Regions from separate parts of the Juglans regia genome. Here region 1 is linked to region 2. Evidence: chromatin contacts called from public Hi-C data. All regions are on one chromosome and are shown on one strand. The core of a region is the stretch at or near the end of the contact, and the rest is flanking DNA. Distances in the headings are between cores, read along the strand shown. Region 1 has its middle 15 kb from the start of LOC108989128. Region 2 holds the start of LOC108985807.

Region 1 (2,700 bases), core at 51-2,550, 46 kb after region 2:
ATATATATATATATATATATGAAAGTAGGATATTTCCTTTTCGTGGCATGTCCACTACCGTAAACTTCACTACTTTTTCGATTCTTTTTTTCCCCCCGGCTGCCTTTCGTCAATTTTTTCTTGCCCGGCGCTCTTTCATGCAGAGAGGGGAGAAAAAGTGATCTCTTTTAGCAATTTATTATATAAATATGAAATAGAATTCAATTATAGTAGTAATTAAATAACTCTATTTAAATGGAAAGGCAGAAAGATTTTGAGTTGAGCTTGAGTCTCAATATTCAAGCTTATACAAAAGGACTTTATGCTAGCTAAATTGATGATCCAAACGAAGTTCATACAAGTTTTTAATCATTTAACATATCAATCAAAATTAACGTTTACCAACAATTCATTCATGAAATAAATCAAGTTCATGACTTGTTTATGAACAATTACGTTCATTAATTTACGACTTTAATTTGGTCTATAGCAAATGTGGGAGTTAGTCTGTTAGAGCATTGAGACTTATAATTAAAAATATTGAGAAAGAATTGAAGTTGTTCGGACAAGTAGTGTATATATACTGTTTAATTGGTAAAATCTGTTTTTTTCTTTTTTTTTTTTTTCTAAAAAAGAAAATCAATATTGTAGAACACATACTATCATACATGATTCAGGTGAGGTTTGGATAGTGAGTTTAGATGAGATGAATTAAGATATAAGTTGTAAAAAATATTATTTAAATATTATTTTGTAATATTATTATTGTTTTAAAATTTAAAAAAGTTGAATCGTTTATTATATTTTGTGTAAAAATTTGAAGAAATTGTAATAATTAAATTAGATGAGATAGAATGACACAGTGAGGTGACTTTACCTCGTTTGAATTCAAAATCTACCTCAACTCATCACATTATTATAATTTTATCAAATTTATATAAAATATAATAAATAATTTAATTTTTTTAAATTTTAAAATAATTTTCTTAAATTTTTATGTAAAATATAATAAATAATTTAATTTTTATTTTACTATTTATAAATCATCTCAATTTATCTCTAAATTCAAATTAATCTTGTATCTAAACGGATGAATATGATTGTTGGAGATTTGAAAAGAGAAAAGGTTGGTTGAAACTCTGGCATAAATAGGATGATGGTGCTTGATATAAATATCTGAAGCACTTGGACAGCGGATGGTACAAATTAACTCTTATTTATATATATATATATATATATATATATATGACGTAAGCTGAAAGAAAATAGAAGTTTGATGAAAGTCCTATTCAAGTTTGAAAGGCCGACAAGATGCACTGATGCAGCATGATGATGGCATATTTGGTAAATGATTAATAACGTGCAAAATTCATAAGAATGACGTGTATATATATATATATATATTATATGTACGCAATAATAAAATGTCCTACTATATGCTCAAAAAAAAGAATTTAGCTAAAAAAAATGTACTACTATATAGTATATGCTAAGTCAATTATCAAGTCACGTGTACGTATTATTAATTAAGATATCAATCATATTGCCGATTATTTATTAGAAGCTACCGTTCGCAATAAAAACAAATAATATTATAACATCGACATGTTATATCACTTTGTTGTGACCAAAAAATCTAAGCTAAAGAAAGCTCTGTTGCTTCAAAGTTTAATCCATGATCAGTACATGACCAACCTGGCTTGTTAATCCTTCAAAGGATACATACACAATACATACGTACATATACATGCACGGCACATGTAGGTATAATACTTAGATCTCGTTTATTTTTATAATATATTTCTTCTCATTTTATATAATTATTATAATTTTATTAAATTTTTATATAAAATAAAATAAATAATTTAATTTTTTAAATATTAAAATAATAATATTTAAAATATATATTTTAATAATATTTTATTTAATTTTTAATTTTAATTTATTTCATCTCATAAAACAAATGAGAACTTAATAGCTAGAGTACGTATGTACTGCCAAGTCGACCTTGTCATCTTAGGGTGGTTTGGATTTTGAAGTGAGTTGAGTTGAGTTAAAATGATAAAATATTATTAGAATATTATTATTTATTATCATTATTATTTTGAGATTTGAAAAAGTTAAGTTGTTTATTATATTTTATATTGAAATTTAAAAAAATTATAATGATGAGTTGAGATGAACCCAACTTTCAAACGAAGCCTTAGAGTGCGTTTGGAACATAAACTACTCTCAATTTATCTCAACTCATCATTATAACTTTTTAAAATTCCAACACAAAATATAATAAACAATTTAACTTTTTCAAATCTCAAAATAATAATAATATTAAAAAATAATATTCTAATAATATTTTATCATCTCAACTCAACGCAACTCAACTCAACTCACTTCAACATCCAAATTCACCTAGTCTACGCACATGGTAAATGGTCAAGGTAAATACGGTTATTTTTAGGTTTTTATATTATATTAATTTAATTTAAAAGATAAATTTTAAAAATTAAATTTTATTATTTAAATAAGACAGGTTATATGCTGTACACAGATTTAAAAATATAATAATTTATATATTGATATGCTGGATTGGCAGGGCTGGGTAGATAAGAAAATGGGTGGGAATCCCACCGTGGGATGCAATGATTGTCGCAGCTCGTAGTTGAATTCGAAATCTTGTGTTAGTTTTTAAAAAATTTCAAATTCATCCCATTTTCTTAATTA
Region 2 (2,700 bases), core at 54-2,553:
TTCTTGCTTTCTTTGCAGGAAGCATGCATGGATACGTGCGGCCAATTCTATTACAGCACTGGGAAAACAAAGATCCTGACATGAAAATCTTTGGTCGAATGCCCAAGTCCAAGGGCAATAAGAACTATATCCGTCATATGAAGAACAGCAAGTATTGTATATGTGCAAAAGGTTATGAAGTCAACAGCCCACGCGTCGTAGAGGCCATATTTTATGAGTGTGTCCCTGTGATTATATCTGACAATTTTGTGCCCCCATTTTTTGAAGTTTTGAACTGGGATTCTTTTGCTGTTTTTATCTTGGAGAAGGATATTCCGAATTTGAAGAGTATACTCCTTTCGATCCCAGAGAAGAGGTATCTCGAGATGCAAATGGGGGTGAAAAAGGTACAAAAACATTTTCTTTGGCATGCCAAGCCTGAGAAGTATGATATCTTTCATCTGGTTCTCCACTCTGTTTGGTACAACAGACTTCATCTAATAAGCCTCAGATGACAAAGAAACATTGCAGAGATATACATACTGTGTTTTTGTTGTTGGATTCAGAGAACCCGTGCTGGGAAAAGTAGAATATTAAGGAAAAGGAGGGTGGTTTTGGTGCAAGAACAGTTAGTAAATTCGTCGATGTATATATCTTAGAACAACAAAGTCAATTTGCTGAATATATACCTTTCTCACTTATCAGTACTGCTTCTCTCCTTTGTCGAACGGCAGAAAATTCGGTGGTAATTTTTTAGTTCTTTCAAGTTTCCTTTGAACATTTCACATTTCTAATAAATTTATTTTCCCAGAGTAATGCTATGTAGCTAAGAGGAATTCTATTTATCAGCTATCATTCACTCTCACACTCTACATCTACAGTTTTTTTATAAGGTGGAGGATGTGGGATGGTAAATAATAGTTGATGAGAAGAAGAATAACTAAAAATAATGATAGGGTTAGACTTGTTTACAACTAATTTATAACTAAAAATAATAAAATATTTAAAAAATTAATAAAAATGTGATGTAAAAAATATTTTATAATTTTATAAAATAATTTTATTGTCTTAATTGTGAACGGGTAGCTAACCAGTTGGAAGTATCATTGTCGGGTAAGAATACTCCGTTAAAACCGTTAAAGAGTGACGGTAAAAGTCTTCATGGTTGTTCCCAAGTCCCAACTACCGTTCACGTGAAAGTCGGTGTCTCATGTAAAACACAATATTTTACTGTTAGAAAAAAGGTAAGAAGCGGGCATCTTCATGCTAAGATGGTCCTGCTCTCTATTCTGACCGTCAATATTGCTCCATTATTGGACTTGGACTTCAACTTTGTGTATCAGGAGGACAAAACAGGGCTTTCACAACTGATCAACGCCTACAGCTACACGGTACAACGTAGCAAACCTTTCCTCTTTTAATCCGTCGAAAACTCGGAAAACCTTACAAAGCAGTGAAACAGCCTCGACCAGCAAATCTGACAGCTGAGGGGAAAAACAAAAGCAGAAACAAAAACCCAGCAAGTCTGACACTTTTCCTATTTTCTATCTCTATCTTCTTCTATTTTTTTAATTAACTGTATATGTAAGTACTGATTGATTTTTCCCGAGTTAGATAGAGATTATTCCAGGGAGTCGGGGAGACAATAGAAAGCTGATGAATTGATGAGAGGACTAAGCAATTAGAAGAAGAAAAAGGAAGGAATTATCAGATCAATAGCTAAGCTTTACCTAATTTCAATATCAATGGCCACAGTAACAAAAAGCAGTGTGGTGAGGGTGAAGCCGAGCCATCAAGATGGTTCTTCGAAAGCAAAGGTTGATTCTTCTTCTGCCAACAAGAAGAAGATTGAGAGCTCAAACAAGCAGCCTGTTGATTCAAAGCAGAAATCTGTGACTACAGCTGTAAAAACTGAGGTACCCATTTTGAAAGTTCATTGCTTTTTGTGATCGAGATTTGTTTGATTGTGTTCTGTCTAGCGGACAATGATGTTGTTTCTCAATTGTGCCATCTGGGTATGTCGGGTTAAGGAATTTATTTGTATGTGGTCTTTATGCCTTTGAATTTGCAGTGGACGGGGAGGATTTGGATTTTGAAGTTTCGGGGTCGTTTGACTCGTTTTTTAACGATTTTTGGTGGATTTGGTTATATAGGTTTGGTTTTCTAAATCAATTTGTGTAATTTGCAATGAACTGGGTTTTTCGTGGCGCCACCGGGGGGTGGGGGGGGTGGTGTGGGGGGGATCATATGGAGGTAATTCTCAATGGAGTCTGGTCCTGGTTATCTGAAAACCTCTCCTTCTCCCTATCAATTGCATTAATCTCATATTGAGTGCTGCAAATTTTAATTAGTTTTGCTAAATGTGAAGGTAAAATCGAAAACAGCATCAGCATCAGCAAAAACAACAACAAAGACAACTACCAAAGTAAGAGAGAATAAAGTGCCCATGGCAATGGATGGGGTGACCTGGATTTTGGAATTTCTGTGTCGTTTTCAGTGATTTTTGGTGGATTGGGTTATATATGGATGTGGTTTTTTTTAAGGGGGGAGCTGTCATATGGATGTGGTCCTCAATGGGTTCTGGTCCTTGTTATCTGAAATCTCTCCTTCTCCCTATCAATTGGATAAATCTCACTGAGTGCTATAAATCTTAATAAGTTTTGCTAAATGTGAAGGTAAAATCAAAAACAGCATCAGCATCAGCATCAGCAAAAACAACAA

The links. Hi-C and Micro-C count contacts between places; a contact is called where the count stands out from the background.
Region 1: a contact with region 2 is called in a Hi-C map of leaf, with 5 times the contacts expected there. The contact joins the enhancer-like site here to the promoter of LOC108985807 in region 2. A contact is called at or near these places in 2 of 3 Hi-C or Micro-C datasets (both in leaf).

Annotation. Positions count from the first base shown.
Region 1 is chr8:2,643,216-2,645,915 of Walnut 2.0, forward strand. No RefSeq gene overlaps it. Among protein-coding and RNA genes, the nearest start is that of LOC108989128, 15 kb to the left of the region's middle. Within about 2 kb of position 1,301, the one cell type or tissue checked has open chromatin away from gene starts, as enhancers often do. A contact at or near this core is called in leaf, where this site is marked.
Region 2 is chr8:2,597,266-2,599,965 of Walnut 2.0, forward strand. LOC108985807 reads left to right here and starts at 1,304. Exons shown (of 6, transcript XM_035693104.1): 1 at 1,304-1,502; 2 at 1,598-1,895; 3 at 2,348-2,404; 4 at 2,655-2,700. The coding sequence starts at 1,725. It overlaps LOC108985806 (probable glycosyltransferase At5g03795), which reads left to right. Exons shown (of 5, transcript XM_018958237.2): 5 at 1-815. The coding sequence ends at 494.